Regions from separate parts of the Arachis hypogaea genome. Here region 1 is linked to region 2. Evidence: chromatin contacts called from public Hi-C data. All regions are on one chromosome and are shown on one strand. The core of a region is the stretch at or near the end of the contact, and the rest is flanking DNA. Distances in the headings are between cores, read along the strand shown.

Region 1 (6,195 bases), core at 1,273-3,772, 350 kb after region 2:
TGACAATGAAGGATATAACGATGGTGATAAAGTATGGTTACACAATAGAAATAATAGAGATAGCAGTGATAATGATGAGAATAAATTGGTTATATTGTTAAAAAAAACTTTGTGAAGGTTTAAAACCCCCACGAATTACAAATAATCCTCCCACAAAATTAATTTTCGTTACTATTTAATAGATTTTTTAATAGAATGGTCGTATTGTCCTAAAATGAAAAGGTTGAGGACTGAAGTGTCTCTTTTTTTTTTGGACAAGGGGCGTCTTGTCCTTCGTGAAAATAGACAGGGGCCGGATTGGGTCTTTACTCTAAATAATAGCATTACATATAAAAGTACTAATAAACTCTACTGAAAGGACAAATATAGAATATTTACATCAGCAGATTTCACTAAAGCGCTGCCTGATCTACGCAAGGCCACAAACCATGTTGCCGTGTTGTTTGGATTGCTACAAAATAAAACAAACTACTAGTTCAACCACCACCTAAAATTGCTTGGTATCAAAGCTGGGTTTTGGTTTTCCTAAGGATTGCTATGTTCTGGGTTCTGGATCCCTATTATAAGTCTTCTTGGTTTAAGTAGGGAGAACATGGGAAGGTGGAACATTCAGGACAAAGTGAAAACGACTTTCAACTGAAGTTGTCACACCAAGTATAATCGGATCTTCACCAAAATGTTTGACCTTCTTGTTGGTTCACCTTTTCAACCAAGCAAAACTTTGGATTTAAAATAAGAAGTGAAATAATCCCTCAATTCCAGTTTCTCTGTCCTCAGTCTACTATCCCACTCCCTCTTGTGTTTTGCTAAATGGTAAAAGTTCAAATTTTCTGTCAATTCAAATACATAGAAATCATCAAAAAACTCATTTCTTCTATGAGAATTTACCATTTTTTAAAACTTAAAAGCATCCTTCACTAGAAATTTATTTCTTCTATAACTTTCTTTTGTGGCCTCTTTCTTTTTCACTTTACTCCCTCGAAACACAGTGAGACATAACCTCAACACCCCTGACTTATCTATATGTAACACTAAATTTCTTTTTTAAAACAATAATAATAAAAAAAGAAGAAAAAGAATGGGAATTATAATATAAGAACCATATAACATACTCTGACGTTTTGCATCCTCTGCAACGGTTTGAAACTTGAAAGCTTTTCATAAGCCATCAACTACATAGCAAGCATAAGAAAGAGCTGTTCCCATTTGATACAAAAAATCTTTCAAGGTAAGAAGATCGATGAGTGTGAAGAAGCTTACCTAGATTCTTCAGTTGGTATATAATTCCAATATCTTCGGTCACTGATACCCGTTATTGACAGTCCTTTAGCTGCTATACACATACAAAGCTTCCCTATGTTCTTGTCCAGCCAAAGTTTCTGCTTCCATCAAGAAAAAAAAAATTATCTTCCAGCAATCCAGCGTGACGAGCATGGTAGCAAACACAAAACCTCATTTGACAAACCGAAAAAGATGCAAAACCCTCTCACTCTTAGGGATCTAAGACTTAAAAAGGAAAAAATTAAGAACTAGAATTATCTTTTTTTTATTTACTCTTCTTTTACATTAAGGAAAAAGCAACCAAATCATGATCACTTTTTATTTTCCCACGGCAGTGGATCAGTGCTACATTTAAGAATTTGCGGCTAGCCAATAAGTCGCTGGTATTCAAACCCCAACCCTTGTTTAAGCCAACTAGTGTGCTACCCACTCCACCAACCAAGTTGGTTGCAAATCATGACCATTTAACCAGTAAACCAGAGAAAGAACAACGTTTCAATATTTTTCTTGTGCTAAAGTAGTGGTTTCTACAACAAAGGAGTAAAGAAGTGATTCACCAAAATAAATAAATAAATAAATAATAACAATAACAATAATAAAGTAAAAAAGCTTTTTTGTGCAGCAAAAGAGAATAATGAAAGTGAAAGAAGGTTGATTACCTTGGTGCCTCCATCGAAGGTATTGGTTCTGCAGAGTGCAGAGTAGATGCCTCTCTTTCCATTTTCGAAATCGGTGGGTAAACCATTGAAGATTTGGCGAACAAGAACGTGGTAATTGGAAGGAAGCTTGGATTCCCAAACGAAATCGGCGGAGGAGGCAGCCCTGAAAGTGCGGGTCAAGGTGGCGAGCTTGCAAATCTGGGGAGGGTCCAGGTACTCCATGATCAGCGCCACGCAGCTCTCCGGCAACTCATCCATGCCGCACGTCGGTGACGGTGACGGTGGTGACGAGTGAGAGGAAGAGAAGCTGATTCCCATCAAAGACAGCACTAGAAGGTTCCGAAGAGAAAGAGAGGAATGAATGAGAATGAGATAGAGGAGGGAGAAGTAGGGAAGGGCTTTTATGTTATAATGAGTAATGACTATCGAGTAACGAAAGGGTGACAGCAGAGAAGAGAAGAGAGAGGGGGATGTGTGATTCGGACACAAAGCGGAACAACAACGCAAAGAGAAACGGGGAATGAGAAACAAGACAATAAGAAAAGGAAATTAGAAAGAAAATATCATGGTCACTTCCATCAACACCTGCCCCGCATCTTATCTTATATTATAGGAAGACTTTCACATATGCCATTGTACTTTACTGGCATACTAGTATTCTTTAATTTTTCACCGTGGATATAATGAATAAAATAAGTTGGTGGTGAAGATTATAAAGACATTTTTTGATGTGTATATGCGTAGATGTTGAACACCGTGAGATGAGTACCAGCCATTTTGTTAACCGAAAAATGGATTTTTTTAAAATGTGGCTTGATGCCCTTGTTGTACATTCAAAGCAGCTCATATTGTGGTGTTGTGGAAAGTTTAGTGTTGGACTTGGACCGGCTAAATATAGTGTTAGAAGTAGATGTCAATTGAGCTTGAGTTATTGGTTAATGAATTCTTTTATTTAAATAAAATAAAATAAAAATAAAAATAAAAATAAATATATAATTATACAATTTTTATAAATTAAATTTAATACATCTGTGTCTAATTTTTCTTATATAAATTGTAGCATTGAATTTTAGTATTCATTAGTAAGAGAATATTTAAATAACAATAGTATAAACAATAATTTTAAATTATTAATATTATTCATTGTTAAGAAAATATTTACTAAAGACATAAAAATAAAATAAAATAATACAGATAATGCATATTAAGATAAAATGAGTATTTTGAAGTGAAAAAAAAAATCTCTATTCAAATAAAAGAATATTTGTATACATAAATTTATTTTTGTATCCATGTGCTTTATATTCGGCTTAAATTCATATAAGTTATAAACTTGTATACTGATATTAATTTTGATATATAAAAAAAGTATGTCAAATTATTTTTAACTATATTACATAAATACAAAAATAAAAAATCAGCCACTAGTTATATAAGAATACATATTTAGTATTTATGAAAAAATTTAATTACTTGGTTATTATAACAAATTTGATTTTTTTTATGCTAAATTTAATTATTCAGAAGATAATAATTTCAGGGCAAATCACTTAAATAAGCTAAGGGGGCAAAAAATTATACAAATCCGCCAAACCAAAAATTATTTCATGAATCAACCAATACACATTTCTATATAGTTCGAATTAGGTTGTTTTGAATTTGGTTTACATGTAATTTTGTAATAAGCTAAGGGAATTTTGTAATGTTCTAATGACTTAGGTAAATACATGCATGTACACAAATTTTAAATAAAATACTCTACATAGTCAATAATAATTTAGAAATTAAAGAAAATATTTTATTTCATCCAAAATAATTAAAAAATATATTTTATTCTATACAAAATAATTTAAAAAAATAGCTTAAAAGATGTTATGAGTACTATAAAAGTTTGTAATATTCTAGTGATTTAGGTAAATACATGATAAAAATATATTTTCTTTAATTTCTAAATTATTATCGACTATGTAGAGTATTTCTTTAATGTCTTAAGTCATTACAAATTTGTATAGTACTCCTAACATCTTTTAAGCCATTTTTAAAATTATTTTGCATAGAATAAAATTATTTTTTGTGGTATAATTAAAATAAATTTATTAAAATATATTCATGAGCTATCAAGAATGGGCAGAAGAGTATTGTATAGAATTTGAGTTGCTCACCATATAATTTGAATCAGAGAGATTGAACTTCCCCATGCGTAATTCGAATCATGTAATATCTCACCATATAATTTAAAAAATTTTATTAAAAAATATTCATGAGCTATCAAGAATGAGCAGAAGAGTATTGTATAGAATTCGAATTACTCACCATATAATTCGAATAAGAGTGATTGAACTTCCCCATGCGTAATTCGAATCATGTAATATTTCACCATATAATTTAAAAAATTTATTAAAAAATATTCATGAGCTATTAAAAATGGACAAAATTCTTTAAAAAAAAAAGGACAAAAGAGTATTGTATGGAATTCGAATTGATAGCTCATTAATATTTTAAAAAAGTCTCATAATTAAATATTTTGTTATCTTTTTTTTAATGCATGAAATAAAATATATATTTTTTTAATTTTAAATTATTATTTTTTTAAATAAATTTTTTAAAAAATTATTAATTTTTTTAATAAATCAGGATGTAATTTGAATCACCCTGATTCGAATTATAGTATGCATGTAATTCGAATAAGGTTGATTTGAATTAGTGGGTGTGTGTATGTGTGTGTAATTCGAATCAATGTGATTCGAATTACATGCAAATCAAGTTCGAAACAATCTAATTCAAACTATATAGAAATGTGCATTGGTTGATTCACGAAATAATTTTTGGTTTGGCAGATTTGTGTAATTTTTTGCTTCTCTTGGCTTAATATAGTGATTTGTCCATAATTTCATTAAAAATTTGAGTAAAATAACATATATATTTATACATAAATATATATAGTAGTTGATTATTTATCTTTATAAAATATTTTTGCGTGTAATATACACAAATATATAATAATTATATTTTTGTCACATATTTTATTTTATTTGAATACAAAATAAATATAATTAACAATAACGCCTTTTTATTTTGGTCAAGTCCTCTTACTATATTTGTGTCCAATGACTTCAGCCACATCAAATTGCAAAAGGATGAGAAACGAAAAAAAAAAAAGAGAAGAAAGAAGAGGAGCAGGAGGAGGAACATACGATACAAAGATACGCATTATGTAAGTGAATCTTGTTGAATTAGAAGAGAAAGTATAGGGAGTCAATGGAAATTTTGTACAATGTGTACAATAGAGGTTTATGAAGTATTAGAGATATAACCATTAGTGTTACATTTTTCTATCAGGTTAAGCTTTTGGGATGAGTGGTTCCATTACATGGTATTAGAGCTCTAGATCCGAAAGGTTTGGACCAAAGATTTAGGTCATTGTACACATTGTATACTTAGACCATTGGCTCCCTAGCAGTACTCGAATTAGAATTAACTTGTATGCATAGTTGTAAAAATGGACCGGATCGGCCGATTCGACCAGAAAACCAGTGAATCGGACCCTATACTGATCCGGTCCGGTGTTCAAACTGTAAAAGGAATCGAACCGGTGTGAACCGGTCAAATCCAGAATGAACCAGTGTAAACCGGTTTGAATTCCTGCCCTCATGGAAATAAAAACACTCCACAACCACCAAACCACTATGTTTCCTATTAAAATATATGCAAATTATAATACATATAGATATCTTTCATCAAATAGTTTACTTTTATTTAATTTATTTTAATTTTAATTATAAATTCACTCATTCTTAAATTAATTATATTTTTATTTAACAATAATTATAAACTCACTTATTTTTTTTATAATTATATAATATCTATTAATATTATTTTTTAATAAATACTTGTAGTATAAAAGATATAAACTAATTAATAAATTATTAAAATTTTAAAATAATAGTTATTTTAATATAAAAACAAAATAAAAATATTTATGATAGAGTAAAAATAATAAAATATTTATTGTTCATGTTCCATATTGTTTTAAAATAACTTGATATTTTTAAAATGTTAGTAAAAATATGTATTTTAAATTTTAATTTTAAACTTTTGACTATTTTTTTTTTATTTTTTATTTACATAGGACTGGGTCAACCAGTTGAACCAGTAACCCAGCAGTTGAACCAGTAACCCAATGACCCAGTGACCTGACCGGTTCGATCACCGGTTCGGTTCTGACAACTATGCTTGTATGACTTATATACCAAAA
Region 2 (6,471 bases), core at 3,921-6,420:
TTAATCGCTCGTCCATCTAAATATTCTCAAGTTGACCACACTAAGATTATGCTCATCTATCTATTCCATAAAACATAACTAGTCTTAAGGCAGTGCGATAAAATTTATTCCTATATTTTAAAGATATTTTTTTGTAACATATAAAACCTGATTTACTCCACCCTTCTATAAAATGTTACTAATGCTAAATTGAAGTATATAAAGTGCTTTGGTTGAGTGTCATTAAGTTGTTAGAAAAATTTTTTTCAATAAAAAAGAGTCTTTTTTTTTTTATTTTTTTAGTGTGTTTGGTAAAATTTCAGTAGTAAAAATAAAAGTACTAAAAAATAAAAAAATCTTTTTTTAGAAACTATAATTTATATCTTTTTTTTAAAAAAGATATTTTTAATATAATAAATAAACAAAAAATATTTTTATATTGTATCCAAACACAATTTTTACATATAAAGATATTTTTACATAAAATTAATTTTACTTTTATAAAAAATCTTATAAAAAGATTGCTTGAAAAAAAATTTTTTTGTTAAAAACTTACCCAAACAGGTCTAAAGATGATTATGTAATTTTTTGTTTGAAAGATTTTGTAATAAATAAACCTACAAAATAAATTTCAAAATGTCTCTCTTTCGAATCTGTTTTTAGGATAATCTTATACTAAATTAGCCGATCATTTTTTATTTATTTTATTTTGCAAAGTGTTGGAACTTGGAACAACATTAATAAATTGCAACACTGAAGATTAGAAAAAACCTATGGAGAAAACTGAAAAAGACAGTCACAGTTTCTCAAATTAAATTAGTTAAATTCCTATTAATAAAATTTAGACATGAGTGATAAAATGCTTGGCTAAATTAAAAGAGAAAAAGCATAAAATAGGTTTAATTACAATTAGTGTCCCGTTCAGCCTCTCAAGTCTTTCAATTAATTGAAAAAGATGAAATAATATATATTTTGAATTAGCTAAAAATATTTGTATATTGTCACTTCCTACTTGGTGTTCCTGGCTATGTAAAGTTCCTTCCTGGTGCATAGAAATTCTGCAAAAGTGTGAAAAGAAAAACAATCCTTACAGACGTTATTTTTAAGTTAGATTCATCGACTATGTTGAGCACCCTCATTATTCATGACTCAGCTTGCAACGAACAATCCAGTGTATGCTATATACAAAGTCCATATATATTACTTTACTTACAAGTATGCAAATCATATATGTACTTACACAAGTAGGACATTGTGGCATAAAACAACAGTTTCAGTTTGATCACAATTGTTGTTTGTGACAATGAGAAGCATGACTCCATGATGGCCTTCCGTGGATCATCATGATTGATTATTTGCTAATTTCATAAATTAGTCACTTTCATTACACTCTTATCAATGATCTCACATTGCTGGAACCGTTGACCACCTGTTTCAAGCATCCCTGTATGATAGACCAATAAAATGTGTAAATGAACAATAAGATTTAATTGGATATTATTGCCATAATCCACAGTGAAGCTCAAAATGTACAGATCCTTGGTTACATGAGGTATGAGAAATTTATCCCAATTTCAGTTGGTGCACGTCGTAACGAGCCTGAGAATGGTACGGGCACATCATGACGGCCCACAAACATGAAAAATTTTATATAAGCAATTCTTAGGATGACAAATGTTATATTAATTTGAATTGGAGATTTTATAAATTTCAGCATGTCAAATGTTAAATTTGCCATCTAAGCTTTTCTATCAGACAGCTCAGCGTTTTCTATTAACGAAAACATGATCAGTTGACGTTTGGTGATTTTTGTCGAACTTATTAATATTTTTGGGGATCGTTTGTCTTTCGTATCTATCAACATTGTTTTTGTTAATATCAAAACATTTTGAATATTGTTTTGATAATTTACTCAAAAATTTATCTTCAATTTCAATTGGTGCACGTCATAACATGTCGGAGAGTGCTATGACAAATTGCAACACAAAGTTCTCCAGCAACGTTGTGAGGGCTCACAAACGAGAAATTTTAATTTAAGCAATGCTTGGTATGAGAATAATATGAGCTTAAAATTTGGACAAGAAATGTACCTCAAACTTAGGCGTTACTGCCTTCCGGCAATGTAATCAATCTTGTACTTGAATCAAATACCATTTCAGTGCCACATCTAAAATGAATTTGATGTTAGTAAGGTGAATGATATGAAGCAACAACAATGATTTGAGAATGCTAGAGTAGATGCATAGTTACTCAGAGCATTTGACATTGTTGACTTTTCCTCCACTTGAAACTGATAGTATAGTCCCAAAAAAGGAGGTGTTTTCAGCACCACAGTTTGGGCAAGGTCCCTGAAAAGTTAGCACATATAGAACTTGAATATAGCTTATATCGTCGGCACGTGTGAAACCACATGCTCCGTGAGAGAGAGTTTTCGTAAACTTGTACCTTCAGAATCAAGAAATCTTTGACAATAGCACTTGTTAGTGACTGAGCTAGCCACACAAGAAGGGGAACAGCAGCAAACCAAGTGAAAATGAAACTGAAAGGCTCTGGCAGCTGCGCAAACAAACAATTCGAACATGAGGAAGGACCAAAAAGAATGCAAGTTCTTTCAAATTCTATGACTCTCTCTAAGTATACCTCTAGGAGATATGTGATCTCAAATCCAGTCAAATCATCAAGGAAGAAGAACCTAAAAGAGAAATTGTTATTGTTATAACCTTAAAGGTGTAAAACAGAGATGAGAGAGTGAAAAAGAAAGAAAGAAAGAAAGAGAGGGGAAGTTCCTTACAATCCTAATGCGATCACAGTAGCAGGGACGTTCAATAGGAACATCTTTAGATAATCTACAGAGAGGTCACTGTAAACCTATAAACACCACACCATACCATATTATAAGGAAGATAGAACCAACAACGGAATTGGAAATGTGTTAATTACACATTGCAAAGATCATACAACAGATTAACTCACACCTTTCTACTACGAAGACTGCATCTTGGACCCTCAACCACGATGTCACTCCCTTCCATCTAGAAAACAACAATCAAATCAGAAAATCATACTCGATACAAAGTAGAGGATTTCAACTATTCCAACTACAAGAATTGCTATTTCATAACTGCAAGCATTTCAAAATGTAACTGGAACACATTGAATAGCTAAATTGCAGATTAACCCTTAAAAAATTTCATATTGAAACCATAGTTCTCAACAAATTTTAATTCTCTAAAAATTCTTAAAACTTATTTAAGTTGGACATATTAGTCCGTGCGTCATTTGGAAGGATACTGACTAACTTGTCTTAGAGAATATTATTTTGAGTACTTAATTGTTTTATAATAAAATTTGTTAAAGATTTATTTGTCTAAAATGCATATTAAAAAACATTGATTGAAACCGACAAAAAAACCAATTTGTTTGGCGAAAATAAATTTTGAAAATTTTTAAAGAATAAAATTTTATTGAGAACTAAAGTGTCTTATCTAAAATTTTTTTGAGATCAATTTGGTCATTCACTCCTAATTTTTCTTCAATTATTATTATTTAGATGAAGAAAAGTCTTGGAACAAATGGTTTATTTGTGATCTCAAGGTCGTAGGTTCAAGTTATGATATCAATTGTTAAGATTAGGTGCTCTGTATTACGCTCTCTCGACGTGACCTTTTTCTAAACCCTGTGTGGCTGTGATAACACGAAATGCTTATATAGTCTGTCCTTCTATTATTAACTAGATGATCAATTTTCAAGGAATTTCCTTTATGAGATGAAAGTACCATACCTTTAGCTTCATTTTCAATTCATCATACTCTTTGTCACTCATAATTGGATTTCCCGACACATAAGCCATAGAAGCTTCCAGAAACTTTTGTTCGTCAGAACCTGTAAACAAATTAAAAGTTAATGAAGAAAGACTTGAGAAAAGATTCACTTGTTATAACAGCAGCTACTGTGTCAGCCAAAAAGTTGCTCCATACTTAGCATAACAACGCTGCTTCCTTCCCACATGAGTTCTTCCTTTAGATTATCAAATTCTTCATTTGACATAATAGCCTTCCCCTCATAATAGAATGCCTGGTCATCCATATACACAATAGCTGAGATATATTTTTTGTAAGAAAAGTAGTGTCGAAATGTAAATGCCTCTTCTCCTGTGTCTCCAATTCAATGGACAGAAAATTGTTACTTAGGAAGTATACTTATGGCGTTCCGGTACACAGGTGAAATTAGTTTGCGTGAACTTGTATGCAGTTCGTTACCTAATCTATGAATTCATGTAACTATCTTGGTTGTCTCTGTATTCTATCTTGCGATAATCAAGACGTACGGGGCCTAAGAAGGTTTTAACTTTTAAGCACAAAGCTTTTGGGGGTGAGTGTCATATGATATACCTGCAGTGCCTGAAGAAACTCTTGCTCCATTTCACCAACTGATTTCTTCTCTTTTTTATCTATGCTACAATAAGGGAGGATTTTAGAATCAACAACCTCTTTTTCGAAGTCTCCAACCTTTCCTGAAACAAGAGAAAACAACAACTAAAAAAGGGGTACGTATCTGTTGTTATAAGAAGATCTTTAATAACCAAATAAATAAATGAAGAACGATGACACATGACATTATAGTATGTCAAAGAGACCTTGTTGTTGTTGATCCGCAGTGGCCTTAGGGGATAGTAAAAATAGCCTTCGACGAAGGCATAAATGGCGGCCATTGAACTGAATCAAGTGTCCACCAGAAGGGTAAGACAAGGATGATATAGGAAGCAAAGGCGTTGGGGTAATAGTAGAAGAACTAGCTGCAGTAGTGCATGGACGAGGGTGTGTTAACGTGAAAGCTAGTTTGCTAGCCATGAATAATAATGATGATCACTGCTATATATGTTCAATTGTAATAATAATGATGATGATGGTGATGATGGTGGTGGTGACACCAATTATGGAGCTTTAATTGGGAGTGAGAAAGCTCATCAAGGTATGGTTGTTTTTTCTGTTTAGAGGTAAGATCAGAATAAACGTAACACTCTTCAGGATAAGGCAAATATGAATGTGTGGAGGGAATGAATCGCAATAGCTTATTTTTTTCTGATATTCTCCTTTTTTTTCCCCTTAATCTTAATGTGATTTTTCTTTCTCTTTTCTTGTTTTCGTTGTGGACAAGAGCATCATCAATTTATCAAATCATTTACTTTGTTTCCTTTCGCATTTGTTTCTTACGTGTTTGTGAACGTGGAATGTGTTGGTAATAAAAATCTGGTCTTTCATCCAATGTGGCCACTACTGGGTTGTGTTGCGTTTGATTTTGGTTTAACGTTAGCCATGGGTTTTTGGCCACGTATGCAAAACGTTGGTCCCATGGAAAAAAAACTTCTCATTATTCCACTATTAAGTCTTTATCTTTTTAGTTTTTACAATATATGGTAATTTTTTAAAAAACTAAAGAATTTCTAATTTCAGTTTAATCTTTTATATATATATATATATATAAAGAGAATACATAAAGAAAGGTGTCCAATTTTCGTATTTTTATTTTAACCTTATTAATAAACACCGATCAACGTAAATGCAATTTAAAAATTAATATAAAATATAATTATTATTAACTTTCCTTCATTCACATTGTGGTTATTTTTTTATTTTACGCATAACTTTCGGTCATGATTTTTTCTTCTTCTTCATTCACAATCATATTAATCTCATAGTAATTAACACATAGTTATTCATTGCATTATCATTTATATTATTTTTTTTATTTTCTTCTATTTTTTGGGTTATCTAAGTTTTATTTTTTATTTTTTTAAACATGAATACGAAACCTGCTCAATATTAAAAGAGAAAGTCTATGCCTGTTATTTAAGGTAGTCATAAAATTTTAAAGTATGTTCAGTTTGAATGGTATCAATAATCTGAGAGAATGGATTTAAACTTAACTATTTAAGAGCATTGGGTATATATTTATTGAATTTTTTAAAAAAAAATTGTTTATTTATATGTCATCTTTTATTTTTGTGGTAGTGGACAGTAGTAGTACTCACATCACAATTTCAAAATTTATTTTATATTTATGTCAATTTATAAAGTATTTTACAAAAAATCATGTTTAAGTAAATTTTTTATTTTATAATTATTTTATATTTTGTAATTTAAAATTTTGTATTTTTATTTTTATTCAAGAATTATTTTTGTATTTTACTTTAATTCTGTTAGTCTAAAAGTACTAATATTAATTTTAATTTTTTAATTTTTAGAATAAACAAAAAGATGTGAATTTTCTTTTATAAATTAGATGATTCAAAAGCTACTCATTATAAAACAAGTTAAGTTTAATTCTTGACATGTTAAATAAAAGATAGAACACATATCACATAAAAAAATATAAAGATGGTAAAAAATATAAAGACATTGATATAAAGATGGTGAAGAATGTAAAGACATTGATAAAAAGCTCTAAAAGCTCTAGGTTGTTGTTGACGTCTTCTGACGGTCCTTTCAATCT

What was found. A called contact is a pair of places that touch in the nucleus more often than the background predicts.
Region 1: a contact with region 2 is called in a Hi-C map of leaf, with 1.7 times the contacts expected there. The contact joins the promoter of LOC112722277 here to the promoter of LOC112722276 in region 2. A contact is called at or near these places in 2 of 8 Hi-C or Micro-C datasets (both in leaf).

What each region holds. Positions count from the first base shown.
Region 1 is chr11:85,559,187-85,565,381 of arahy.Tifrunner.gnm2.J5K5, forward strand. LOC112722277 (F-box protein PP2-A12) reads right to left here and starts at 2,523. Exons shown (of 3, transcript XM_025773265.3): 1 at 1,941-2,523; 2 at 1,261-1,379. The coding sequence starts at 2,258.
Region 2 is chr11:85,203,592-85,210,062 of arahy.Tifrunner.gnm2.J5K5, forward strand. It overlaps LOC112722276 (PGR5-like protein 1A, chloroplastic), which reads right to left and starts at 5,171. Exons shown (of 12, transcript XR_011867624.1): 1 at 4,616-5,171; 2 at 4,371-4,492; 3 at 3,957-4,053; 4 at 3,761-3,861; 5 at 2,955-3,011; 6 at 2,771-2,847; 7 at 2,620-2,671; 8 at 2,425-2,535; 9 at 2,230-2,327; 10 at 2,070-2,146; 11 at 1,220-1,423; 12 at 832-1,037.